Regions from separate parts of the Mus musculus genome. Here region 1 is linked to region 2. A link is a contact called in public Hi-C data. All regions are on one chromosome and are shown on one strand. Each heading gives the region's core, a stretch centred on a gene start, on an enhancer-like site or on the middle of the called end of the contact. The rest is flanking DNA. Distances are from core to core; before and after follow the strand shown.

What was found. Hi-C and Micro-C count contacts between places; a contact is called where the count stands out from the background.
Region 1: a Hi-C map of the N1E-115 cell line shows a contact between it and region 2, with 3 times the contacts expected there. The contact joins two enhancer-like sites. A contact is called at or near these places in 1 of 39 promoter capture datasets (cranial neural crest), 1 of 484 Hi-C or Micro-C datasets (the N1E-115 cell line) and 1 of 9 other capture datasets (embryonic stem cells).

The regions. Positions count from the first base shown.
Region 1 is chr15:64,619,622-64,626,878 of GRCm38.p6, forward strand. No RefSeq gene overlaps it. Among named protein-coding and RNA genes, the nearest start is that of Gm30691, 7.5 kb to the right of the region's middle. Within about 2 kb of position 2,435, at least 86 of the 459 cell types and tissues checked have an H3K27ac peak or open chromatin away from gene starts, as enhancers often do. A contact at or near this core is called in the N1E-115 cell line, where this site is marked.
Region 2 is chr15:64,028,955-64,035,760 of GRCm38.p6, forward strand. All of the region lies in intron 1 of Cyrib (CYFIP related Rac1 interactor B), which reads right to left. Among named protein-coding and RNA genes, the nearest start is that of Gm25628, 6.4 kb to the left of the region's middle. Within about 2 kb of position 2,922, at least 72 of the 459 cell types and tissues checked have an H3K27ac peak or open chromatin away from gene starts, as enhancers often do. A contact at or near this core is called in the N1E-115 cell line, where this site is marked.

The DNA of each region.
Region 1 (7,257 bases), core at 1,185-3,684, 590 kb after region 2:
GCAGACCACAGATAGATGCATGCACTGTTCGCTGGATGAGAATGGGTGGAGGATTCCCTTGGTGCTGTCAACTGCCAGTGGCTCTCTGGAGTTGGGAGAACAGGTAAAGGTCTCCTTAAGGTCTGCAAGGGACAGATTTTGAAGAACTTGTGAGTACTGGTGAGGAATTTGCATCGTCTCCTGAACATATTGGGGAGCTGCTGAAGGGCTTCATTTAACAAAGCATACACCTGTTTTATCCTGAAAGTCACGGTAAGGAGGTGGAGAGAAAAACATTGTCTTTAGCAGAGATAAATCGATGTCTTGGAAGAAACTTAAGTTCCCCATCACTTGAGGTACTCTCTGAGAATCCAGATAAACTCTTGTTGACAGAGGGATATTAGACCTGGTAAGTGTTAAGCTTTGAAACCATGTGTCTCTTTCAGCTCATCCTGTTTTTAACCTCATTCAGCTCTTTAGGATATATGTCTATATATCTATATATCATATCTATCTCTATCTATCTCTATCTATCTCTATCTATCTATCTATCTATCTATCTATCTATCTATCTATCTACACACACATTTAAATTCACCTATTAGATACGAAACATTGTATTATGTGCAGTCAGTGCTGATGCAGCACACTTTTGTTGCAAAGAACGTGAGGTGCTGTCATGGAAAGGCAGCATGGTAAGGATTGGTGTGTCATAATTTCGATGTAGGTCTTCTATGACCACCTATTTCTGGGAGAGATCAGGAGTTCATCTTACCTATCATTCCCTGCATCCTCTTCTTCAGTAACCATGGTGATACCATGACATCCTTAGATTCTCTTCTGCGCCCCAGTGATCTCCGATGGTTATATACAGTGGTATAACCATTTAGATATATTCTTCTTTTGGACTGAAAGTGCTGATTGCTTAACTGCTGGTGACTAATTTGGTCCTTCCCTGTAGTCAGTTAAACCTTAAGTTTAAAAGCATTGAATCTTTCCACTTTAATGTTGAGATTTTGGAGCATAAATTTCTTTTAGCCTCGATTAGCAACTTACTAACCAATGAAGACAAACTTTGGAAACTGTAGACTTCAGCCATCTAAAAGGTTCTGCCATTAATTTTGAGCATCTCTTACCCTCAGACCCCACTCCCTTACATATAAAACAAGAGTGCTGTTACCTACCTGAAAGATATTTTAGGCAGGCGTAGGAATGAGTATCAAGTGGGGGAAAGCATGTGGTCTGTGGAGTTATGTTACAGGAAGTGAGGCACAGAACTATGGAGGGCTCTGGTCTTCCAAGAAAAACAAATGCCTCCTTACCCCGAGGTCTCGGATTTAGCCTAAGAGGCTTAATGATAGGTTTCATTAGTGCACCCCAAAGAATGGGGTCTCCAGTTTAGACCAACCACACGACACACAGGTTCTGACACATCAACTGCATTTGTTTACTAAAGACGGAATCCTTTCTGTCTTAGTTGCTTTTCTATTGCTGTGCTAAAATACCAGAAACATGTCAACTTATGAAAGAAAGTGTTTATTTTGGGGGCTAGCAGTTTCAGAGGGTGAGGCCATAGCCATCATGGTTGGGAGCATGGGAGAAGGCAGGGCATGGAGCTAGGGCAGTGGCTAAGCACTTACATCTTGACCCACAAGCACATGAATGTTAACTGAGAATGTTATAGACTTGTAAGAAACCTTCAAGTCCACTGCCAGTGACATACCTTATCCAATAAAGCCTCACCTCCTAATACTTCCTGAGAAGTTTCTCCAACTGGTAAGCAAGTAGACAAATATATGAGCCTTTGGAGGTCATTCTTATTCACACCCCTGTTTTCCAGAGACCGGGACACTTGAAACCTCTTGTTCAGGATGCCCCCCCTCTATTCTCAAAGTATCTGAGAGTCTGAATTGCTCATCAGAAAGTGACTGGTGTGATAGGGATGGGATGGACTTGGGTCTGGTTTGATGCTAGGTAAGAAGGATTGTTTTGTTGGCTGTATTTGTTGAGCAGACATTTATTCATGGACTTTCAACTTCTGTACAAAAAATAGGGAGCCAGTGTGAAAGGCCAATGGAAGCAGTGTTTGAGCAGTGAGAATAAGCTCGGAAATGTTCTAGTGGAAAGAATGGAATGTGGGTCACCAGGTTGGAGAAAGGAACATGGGGTCAGTCCTGTGGGGCACCATATATCATGGGAAGGCCTTGTCAAGTTTGTGCAGGAAAATTGCAGGCTGGAGAGATCTTCTAGGGAAGGCATACACAGTCCAATAAGGAAGGTTGCAGCCATGAAATCTATGCTAGGCAGAGGTATGAAGGATCTAAAGGGGGGCAACGGAACTGCCTTATACTACTCTCTGCTCTTTTTCACATTTCCAGTATTGGCTCTCCTGTTTTCCTCACTCCACTACTGTGACTAAGCAGCAAAGAATTATCAGATCTATTTTAGGACAGGAAACCAAAGCTGAGGCTGACTTACTCAGCCACGGTCCTAGTGCTGGCCAAAGCAAAGGTTTGCCAGGGTCCAGGTATGTGGTCCCTAAGCCAGGGCTCTTGGAACACCTACTTCTCAGGGAGCCATCCACAGTGATAATAGCCTCTTTTTAGATGGTCCGGCAAAGGACTCCCTGCAAACCATGACTGTGGTAGCAGAAATGCCCACTTCTAGGACCTGGCAGACTAAACAGAAGTATTGTTACCTATGGGGTCTCACCATAGTGGATCCATCTGCTTCAAAGAACAGCTGATGAAGACATCCATGTGGCACCTGTGGTGCTTGTGAGAATTTGTGCTGAAACCCCAGGGAACAGCACACGGTGACACCACCCTCCCCAATTATAGACTCCTGAGCAGCAGGTACCAATCTAGGCCCCTGTCCTCAGGTGTGCCAGAAATGGGACGATCTTTTGTTTATTTCCCCAGGAGAATCTAGTTTTGATTTTAAGCTATTGCTGGCTGGAGAGGTAGGTGTGTGAATTCATCCCCTTTGGGCATCTTTACCAGGAGATGTAGCTCAGATCCTGCGTTTTGTTGATCTCTAAGGTGCTGAGCAGAGGCGTTCTGTGTTGTTATTGCTAGAGGTGATGTTCCCATCTGTGCTTCAGCCCCTGTGTCCTCTCTTGCCTCTGATCATGAGTCAGTCTCCTTTGGCTGGGGACAGAGAGCACATGACTGGTTCTGGCCTCATTCTGCTATAAGTGAGCAGCCATTTCCAGGCTCATCCTGCTGCCCGATGACTCACTGAGACTGGGGGCCTCAGTTGGCTCCCTCACAGACATCTGTATCCAATGCACAGATGTCCCTTCTGCTTCCAGAGAAGTCTGAGCTTTGATCTTTGGGCCATCTTGCCGTCATGTAGGCTAACCTAGGGTAAACAAAGAACCCACATTCTCCTCAAACTTGTGTCCTTATTTCAGTCCAGGCAAACTGCTTCCTGGGATCTCAGAGAGCCTGAAGCACAGTCCATGCTCACCACACACCATCCAGACCCGTTTGTCTTTGTGTTAGAAGGTCAGGCTTTAAAAACAGAATGCCCCAAAGTGCACTCTTGTTCTTCATTTTACTGGGTCATCTTTTTTATCATGCAATAAACATCAAGTATCTTACCTGCTATTTAGATAGATGCAGGGAAAGGAACACAGGACACATGGATACCAAACAAACCAAACAAGATAGAAAAAAATTAAAAATTCAGCATTAACTTCATTGTGTACCCAATTTTGGAAGCATCTGCTTGGCAGTCCAGTGACCTGATTTGAATAATAATTGTGAGGTACTGGGCTTATCAGTTGACACACACACATGATTCTATCCTTGTCTATAAAACAGACGTAATTATTCTGTTTTTAAAAAGATTTATTTATTTATTTTATGTATATGACTACACTGTAGCTAAACAGGTGGTTGTGAGCTTTCATGTAGTTGTTGGGGATTGAATTTTAGGACCTCTGCTCACTCTGGTCAACCCCTGCTCGCTCAGTCCCTGCTTGCTCTGGCCCAAAGATTTATTACATAAGTATGCTGTAGCTGTCTTCAGATGCACCAGAAGAGGGCGTCAGTTCCCATTATGGGTGGCTGTGAGCCACCATGTGGATGCTGGGATTTGAACTCAGGACCTTCAGAAGAGCAGTCAGTGCTCTTACCCACTGAACCATCTTGTCAGCCCAGAAGTAATTATTCTTAACTGATAGCTTATTTGTAGTTTATAAAAGATAATGCAAGTTATGCTATCAGCACAGTGCTGGATATTATTAGTGTTTCTGTCTGAATAGACTTCCAGTTCCTACTGGCGATGTATTTTTCTACCTGTTGGGAAGTTTCCTAGACTTCCAGGTTCTGTTATTTCCTAGACGTTCTCATAAGACTCAGCGATGCTGTTATTATTATCAACATCATCACCATTATAGTGGTATTGATCAAATGTTCCTCAAAGACCAAATTTCATGGTTGAAACCCAAGTCTTTAAGGTGATGATATTATAAATGAATTCTTCAGAAGGAAGTGGGTCAAGAGAGTGGATGCTCTATTAACAGGAATAAGGACCTAATGAAAGAGACCACAGAGATGTTCCTTACCCTTCTACTGTGTAAGAACAGACTCAGAAGACATCTATCTGCATACCAGGAAGGATGCTCATTAGATTTCAAGTCTGCCAGTTCTGTGACCTTAGACTTCCCAGATTTCAGAACTATGGTAAAGATAATTTTGTTATTCATAGCCTACCATCCTATAGTGTTCTACAGTGGTCTCTAAAATGGACTGGATCAGTGCCTCCAGGGCGTTATTTAACATTTTGACATTGTGACCCTAGTGTTGACATCTACAAAGCTGCATATTCATGTTACCCAATAAAAATCATAAAACCATGAGGTTTAAGTACGTTTATGATGTTTGATGTCACATTCATAGGTCTTCTTGGCTGCATGAAGTCTCTGAGCTGTGAATTGGACATCTCCAGGGTATACAATAGAAACAAGCAAGCTAACAAACAAACATGTCAGAATAGGCAATGAAAAATGGCACACAGGTCAGGAGAGATCTAGGTATCAGCCTCTGGTTGTCCTGCTCTGGTGGACCTATGCAGATAGCACTTACTTATCCCAGCAACTGGAGGACACACTTATAGACTCTTGAGAACAGGGACTGCTCACCTGAGCCTTTGTTGTGTAACTCTGATTGTCTTTTTGTGTGACTGATCTGCACATATCAAGTGAACACACATATGGAGTACCCCCACATGCACCATAAATCACATTGTTATCATAGACTGTGGACTACAGCCTTGAGCTTAATAAGGAGAATTCCAAGATATTAGATCTAGAACAAGGGATAAATATATATTTATCTCTGCTTCCTCTCTCTCCTCTCTCCTTCCCCTCCTCTCGCTCCCTTTCCTTCTCCTCCCCTCTCCTTCCCACCTCTCCCCTCCCCTCCCCTCCCCTCCTCTCCCCTCCCCTCCTCTCCCCTCCTCTCCTCTCCTCTCTCCTCCCTCCCTCTCCCTCTCTCTGTGTGTCTGACTAGTTTATGTATGGATTTGGCATAGGGCCATATGTGTGCTCTATCACCAAGTAAATCTTAGGACTTTCAAATGCCTTTATGTTACCACAACCCACCTCTTTATCCTGGTCAAGCCCACAGTGCTCTGACAACTCACTTAACAGCTTTTTACCTTCTTAACCTCCTGCTGAGAGGTAGGACTGCCAAAGAAGGGAGGGCGGGGGGACATCAATCCATCCACAAAGCCTTCAATCCAAAATTTGTCTTGCCTACAAGATGTGCAGGGATAAAGATGCAGTAGAGACTGAGAGGAACAGCCAACCAATTTGAGATCCATCCCATGTGTGAGAGTCAACCCCTAACACTATTGATGATGCTCTACTATGCTTGCAGACAGGTGCCTGGCATAACTGTCTCCTGAGAGGCTTCATCCCAGCAGCAGATGGAAGCAGATGCAGAGACCCACACCAAAAAATCAGGAGGAGCTCAGAGAGTCTTGTGGAAAAGTGGGGGATAGAATTGAACAAGCCAGAGAGATGAAGGACATCGCAAGATGACCTATAACATCAACTAACCTGAGCCTATGGGGGCTTACAGAAATTGGGCCACTAACCAAAGAGCATTCTGGGGCTGGACCCGGACCCTCTACACATTTGTATAGTTGTCAAATTTGGTCTTCATGTAGGCCCCCTAATAATTAGAGCAGGGGCTGTCTCCGACTCTGTTGTCTGGCATTGAATCCTCTTCCCCCAAGCGGACTACTTGGTAGGGCCTCAGTGGGAGAGGGGGTGTTTAGTCCTGCTGAGACCCCAGGGTGGGGTGGTACCCATGGGAGGCTCCCTGTTCTCTGAGGAGAAGGGGAGGGGGCAGTGGAGGAGGGATACGTAAGGGGACTGGGGAGACATGAGGGAGGGGAGATATAAATTGAATAAAAAAATCAAATTATTGGAGAAAAAATAACTTTGGTTGGTCTTCCCTGATCTTTGCAGCTCACTTCCTTTACATCCCAGACTAGACACTTGGCTTGCTCTTGAATCTCATCCATTATCCTCATCTTTTCGGTGAGGGAACTCAGTGCTCCGCTCAGGATCTCTTGCTCCTGCACCTCCTTCATACCCTTATTGTCAAGGTTGCTCCTTAGATGATCCTGACCCCTCTCTTGTACTCGGACAGATACACCCTGGCTGATCTCTTCAGTTAAGTCTTTTGAAGTCTTCCCCTCAAGCTGTCTTGGCAAACAGGGCTTTAGTTTTCTGGCCCCTTGCTGGTCACTTCCTTCTCTGTCTTCTGAATCCAAGTTGCTATTCAAATAGGATTACTCACTCCCCTGGTATTTTCTCCCTTCATCTGGACTGCTTACTCTTTCTGCCCCTCTCCCCAAGGTTACTGCTCTTATATCCATCACTATGCAATCATCAGTGCAGGCCACTTCCCCTGCGCCCATCATTATCCAATCACCAGTGCAGACCACGCCTCCTGGGTCCATCACTATCCAATCACTAGTGCAGACCACTCCCCCGGGCCCATCACTATCCAATCACTAGTGCAGGCCACTCCCCCTGGGCACAAATGAGCCGTTCTATCGCCCTTCATCTTGGCGAAGCTTTCACTGTCCTCCCTCATGCTTCCATGGTGCCCCAGAGAATCTGATGGCTGGAGCTCTTTGGACATTAGTGTAGATGTTAGTAAGCCTAGGCCAGACACACGAGAGACACATGATATGCACTTTTCAACTTAATAAACAGGGACTAAGTGGCGAAATCACAGCATGGACTCCACATAC
Region 2 (6,806 bases), core at 1,672-4,171:
GACACCCTTTGATCCACTGAAGACATTTAGAAAAGAGCCTCATTTGTAAGGCTAAAGAAAAAAAAAAAAAAGCCCCAGCATGCATCTCTCAGGTGGTGCCCAGACACTAGACAGACCTTGTTCCAAGACAAAACACAGCAGCAAGGTCACTAAATGATGTTTTCCCCTTTCTTCCAAGCACTTAGAGAATGCAAGCTTGCATTCATACTTTTCCCTGAGTCAGCATGGGGGTCCAGGGCCTCCTCTCATGAAGGAGGTAGAGGCAGAGGTAGGCAGAGCTCTGTGAGTTCCAGGCCAACTTGGTCTACATAAGCGAGATCCCGGCCAGCTAGGACTACATAGTGAGACCTTGTCTCAAAACAAAATAAAATAAATACATTTCCCATAGTTTCAAGCTCTATTAAACAGGCATATACAATTGTCTCTAATGAGGCCTCAGCACAGAAATCAATCTGCCTTTAACCCTAGGAGACACCTGAGTGGTCCTAAAAGGGGGACAGCAACTAGACACGAGCTACTTAACTCATTGGCAAATGTTAAAAAGGAGTGTTTGGAAGCCTTAAGTCAACCATCTGTTTAGCCTAATAATGTTAACAGTGACTGTACTTCAATAAGGTTTGGTTTTGTTTGTGGTACTGGGAATTGATCCCAGGGTCCACGCATGTTACCCAAGAGCTCCACCAACAAGCTACACCCCTCAGATCTCAGACAAGGTTTTATTTAAGCAACAACAATTCGACCTTCTTTTGATTGAATGAACAGACTGTGGAGGTAAGAAGGAGGCAGATAAGGATGGAATTATATTAGTGAATAGACACATATTATTAGTACGTGCTGAATTGACATGGAGAATCCCAGAACCATCCATCACAGTCACACCCTAGTCCTGCGAGATAAACTACGCTGGGGACAAGGGCAGACACCCCTAGCCGTTGGACGAATAGTAATGGTGTTTCTGAATTAATTGAGAATTACCTATCAACTATCTTCTAGGTATAAAGACATGATGTCTTTAAAGAAAAGTCACTGCTAACCTGAAAGATAGAGAATATTCCTTTGGGGACCTGGTCTATGGATGAGGGGCTCTGAGGGCTAGGTCCAGCTAACATGTTTCCTGGTTCAGCAGCTCTCACTTCCAAGTCCTTCCACATGGTAAACCTCCCAGGTTTGGGGTCCCCATGCCCTCCAGAGGGGTGAACACCCAGGGTGTGGTCATGCACTGCGCTGGGCCTAGAGGAGTTGCTGAGCACATCCCTTCTTGTGCCCTGGAGCTCTTAGGACAGTAAGCAGTGGCATCAACATGCAAACTGTGTGTAGTGAACCAAGATACCAAGTCGTTACAGACTTGGCAAGGCCAAGTCCCAACCAGGCTGACACGTCACTTCCATAGTGGATGGCACTGGATCCCACAGTCTGCTTAGGCCTTTCAGCATCTCTAAACACACGCTCATTCACAGACCTGGCTCTGATCTGGCTCCTGGCTCTTGGGGTCAGTGGTACACAGCAGAACTTTACACCATAGATGTAGACTGGCTTCAGCTGACCTGCCTGTGTGGTTACGGGCACTGGCATACTGCCCAGTCAAAGAACAGAAATTTAAATTCTATCCCATGATACTCATGGTGTGTGCTCATGAACATCCAATCAGTGCACACGGCGTGGAGCTCCAGAGTCAGGCACACCTGGGTCCAGTCTGGGATTATGTAGATCCCGACAGCACTCAGTGTCTCAAACAAACTTGTTTCTTCCTCTGTCATTCTTTTAAGTGTACTGAACAATATTCAGAAAGTGGCTGGTCCATAGAACTTCTAAAAATAGCACTCTTCAACATGTAGCCAGACAAAATTCATGAAAAATGAAAAAAGAAAAATGTCATACTACAAAAAAGCCACCATTTGACCATCAACTGGATCAAAATTCCAAATCCCTGTCCATTTTAAATGAGTCTCTATGGTCAGGGCTGACTTCTAGAGCTCGCCACATCTTCTTTTTTTTTTTTAATCCCCAGCCTTCATCTTGCTGCCGCTGAGTTTCATCAGAAGATACCTAGCCATCACCTCTGTATACATGATAAACGTGGCCGTGCCTAAACTCACCAGGACGTGAAAGTTAAGTTAAATATGGGCAATTTGTGCACACCAAGCACACACACCTTAAGGAAACCATAAACATATCCTACTGCATAAAACTGAGCAGGACTCCAGATGGGACAGGGGGACAGTGTTACCCGGAAGTGTGCTTGTCAGCAGGCCACAAGGCATGGGACTGGGAGGGGGGGCGGTGCTTGGCGAACAGGCCTGCAGTGCCTGCAGAGGACTTGACCCCACTCTGTGCCAGGCAGGGTGGTGGCCCTCAGGAGCAGCTGCATACTGGAAATCTCTCAGGGGCCAGCACTGAATACGCCTTGGTAGAAGCGGCTGCTGGCTCTCAGGGGAAAACAGCAGCTGGCCCTAATCACCCAGGGTACCTTTTCCAAACACTGCACCTCAGACCTGGGGATCAGGGGTTCCTGGGTGATGGGGTCACATAGCTGAAGCCTCTCTCCCTCTGAAAGCCAAAGCCACAGCAGCCATTCTGCTCAGCCACCAGGGAGAGAAGCACTAGAAGTCTTCTTGCTCATGGCACCTCCCTTTCCCAGTGACTTCAGGGACAATAGTCAGATGGCTGTCTTAAGGCAGAGTCTGCTTCCCTCCCTCCCTCCCTCCCTCCCTCCCTCCCTCCCTCCCTCCCTCCCTCCCACCTCCCCAGGCCTCAGAAACCTGTGCTGAGCTAGTAGGCAAAGTACTTCTTTCCCACGGAGCCCTAAACATCCAAGGTTGGTCCATGCCCTGCCACTCGGGAATTCGGGAATTCGCAGCAAGTACTATGGTGCTACCCTTGCTTCTTAAGAAGGAAGCCCGCCCCAGGATGGTATGACTCACACAAAGCCACATGGTACATGAAAGGGCAGGAAGGGCAGGGACAGGAGCCAGCTCAGGGTACTTGCACCTATACCCCAGGCTGCTGCCCAATGACCTCTCTCCCCCGATACCTGTTTATCTTCCTCTTACAGCCAGTCAGTATAAAAACCTCATTACAGATTCTAGGAGTCTCATTTATTACAACCCACTCACAGTCAAAATGTCCTCCAGCACCACAGGTGGGACACATTTGACACAGATACAGAACCCCACAACCCAGGGTAACCACTTTGTAGCTGGGTTACATAGAAAAACCTTCCTAACCTCTCTGGGCTCAGTTTCCCCTACCATGAAATGGTGATGGTGATATCAACCACTAAGGATTTGATAAAAGACCATTAAGTGATGTCATTCAAAGAGGCAGGGCTTAGACCACAGCCAGTGGGAGCCACACAATGGCCTGTCGTCTCGCTTGCCTTATTCTTCTCACTGCCCCCAGCCCCCTACCCTAGGCAAGGTGACCCTTGCTACTCTGGTAGCTTTTCTCTTGGGTGCCCAATCCCCACTGGCACTGATGACCCACCATATGGCCAGAGGCACCTCATATCCCCCCAGGGCCCAGAACTAATGAGAAGAAACCATTTTCATTCTCCATTCAAGACCTTCATAATCAATGTCAAATATTTGTCCGGTGTCCAAAGCCCATAAAACTGAACTGGGCAGGGCAAGGGGTGGGGGACCCACAAAATAAATGGATGCAAACAAAGTGTGACTGGCCAAGGTGGCCCGACATCATCTGGGAGGGGAAGACAGTAGATGGTGAACAAAGCTAATACCCATTGAGAGCCCGAGGAAGCGGCCCACTACAGAGCAGTCACCTCCTGACATCTGCAAGGACGTCCCCAACCCACCAGACCTACAGAAGCTCCGTTCTGCAAAGGCCCCTTGGAAGTCCTTGAGGGTCCGTGGTGCGGCATAGGAAAGGGAGAAAGCATTTTCTTCCCAACCACGTGGTGCTTTCTAGCTAGCAGGAATCGCTACCCTCAGCGGCTCACCATCGCTGGCCTGCTTCCAGACCAGCTGGGAAGGAAACACTGGCTGCGGAGCCCTCCCCACTTACCCACATACCCTCACACTTCCCAGCATCCATCAGGGAAAGCCCACAGGCTGGGGCAGCACTTTGGTCTCTCCCTGTCTCTTTTCTCCTCCTCTTTCTCCTTCCTCCCTCCCTCCCTCCTTCCCTTCTGCTACTCATTGTCAAGTACAAATCACCAATGTAACAGAAACCCCAGTGGCCAGGAAAGAAAGCCACGCCCTGCAAGGCCCTGCCATGCTTTGCCATGCACAGCTGCTGTCTTGTCTGACAGTTCCATGTCCCTCTGGAAATGCACCCAATGTCTCCTATGGGACACCCTAACTATCTCTACATGTGTACCAGGGGTGGCATGTACCCTAAGAGAAGACAGTCAAAGCATGGAACCTTCCAGAACCAACAGACCTAAGATTCTAGCTGGCCAGTAAATTTGACTGAGGCTGCTGGGAGGGAGGTGCCTTTTATCCCACTAGGAGACTTAGTTTGTGTCCAAGTTGTTCTAGCCGCTTGCCACCTGGAAGAAAGAGCCTAGAGACCAACCACTGGAGCAGCCCCGCCCAATCAGCTCATTGCTTGGCACATAATTCTCTTTAATTTTATCGACTTAGGCTAGCTGAAGTTCAGAGAGAGTCATTTGCAATCCAGAGAGCAACTGGTTCAGTGTTCAGGGGGTGACAGGCTGCTGCTTGCTGCCACCCATTCCTCACTTCCTGTCCTGGCTCAATGTCAGGTCTGACTCTCGGCTTGCAAGGAGGGTGGGGCCCTAAACATCCACCTTTCATTACGGACGCAACTCTTAACTTTTTGTGTTCCTTCTGTCACCTGTCCCATGATGTAAATACCAGTGGCTGCTTACAAACTGTGGCTCAAGGTCCTGAAAAGCCATCATGGAGTCTCCCCTCTTGCTCATCCCCATAGCTCAGACCCACAAACCAAACACTCTCCGAGCTCTGGGAGGAATGGGGTTTTCAAGATTCTCATTTATGATACAAGCCTTTCGAGGACAAAGGTAACCCATGCAGGTTTCCACATCTCTCTTCTTGGGTGAAAGTCCTAGGTTCCTCATGGCTGAAGTCTACTTTATTATAAGGGACTTCTAAACCCACTCTCCCTCCTAGTGCCTCAGGGCCTCCAGACCTTTGCAACAGTAGTTCACTCAAAGGTTCTGGATTCAATAACCTTTGTTATGGAAATTAAAGCAAAAACAACAACAACAACAACTACAACTTACTATTGTAATTGAAAAAAACAGGTCACTGTTTATTATTTCGGTTGGAGCCCTAAAGAAAGATCCTACTTGGGAGAGTGGGCCCTGCATCTCTCTTGGGCAGCACAATAGAGCTGCCCCTGGGGAGAGAGGGGCTCAAGCAGCCCAGGAGGTGAGCACAGGTCGAGCAGACCCTGCCCCTTGGTGGCTGCTGCACAGGGTAAGTTGGCTGGAGAACTTGCCCTGGTAATGCAGGCACAGGAGGGCTAGCAGGCTGACCAACTCAGCTACCTCCCAGGCCCAGATCCAGGGCTTCTGAGTTGGTCCACCCAAACATTTACCCCATTTATGATCTGCTGGGGGGCATGCCTGTCCTGCAGACCCAAAGCTGCGGGACCTCCACGACACAAGGCAACAACAACAGGATATCCTAGAGGAGTGCATATGAGAATCCAGTACTGATCGCGTAGCAGAAGCCAGAGGCCTCGAACCAGACCAGTGACTCTGAGCAATGTGCATTTTCAAGAGCGGATAGATGTGTGACACATATGGCACACTGCAGCTTCCATGACAAGACTTTTTTATTCTATTTTATTTTGATGGGAGGGTTGTTAGGGTGGAGATTGATACAAAGGGACAAGACGTGAGTGAGATTGGGTGTATGGTGTGACATTCACAGAGTCTACAAAAAGATAAAAAAATAAAAATGAAAATAAAAAATAAAAGAGCCTATGAATAAAACTCGTGGAGACACTGGACACAGACAACACCGACATTGATTCGTTCCAGGAGTTAATTCCAAAGACTCTCGGTACATGGCACAAATATCCCTGGACTTCATGTACCCAAGTCTGGCTTCAAATTCTGTCATTGCTAAGGACCACCTTGCACTTCTGACCCTCCTGCCTCCATTTCCAAGTGTGGCGTTCCCCGGTGCACCCCACCACACCGAGCTTACTCAGGTGAGTGAGATGGGACCCAGCCCTTCATGTGTGCTAGACAAGCATTCGACTGAGCCATATCCTCAGCCCCAAACTTTCCCACTCACAGAAGACAGAGCTTAAATGCCAGGCAATGACGTCACCTCAGACATCGTATCCAAAGGCAGAGAGGTCCCAGTCTGTCTTTCCTTCCACCACCTAGAAATGACCATATCTTCATTTCTAGGTATTTACACTCAAATATGAACACTTATTTAGAACTGTAAGGCACATAGACATTCACTACATGTCTTCTCTCTGGACAGCATCTCATGGGACTCTGAAACATGGCATCTGTTTCCTGAAGATGACCGTAACCCTGCATGTCTTGGGCCTCATGCGGTTTCACACTCTCCGCCTTATGGGCAAACGGTCCACGGTGGGCAGCTGTGGGGGTGTTTTGTAAAACCGTCTAGCATCTCCCAGACCCTGCAAGTTGCCACACTCTGGGTCACTCTGTCTTCTTGCTATCTCACCAGTCAACCAAAGAGCATCTTGCAAGGTCAGGGAGGCTCTAGACACAGCAAGGAGTCTGAATATCCTCGTTCCTTTACACACCACACGCACACAGCTGGCATGAGAAGGCTGAGGACTACCCTGCACTCCACAGGGTAGCGACGGTCCAC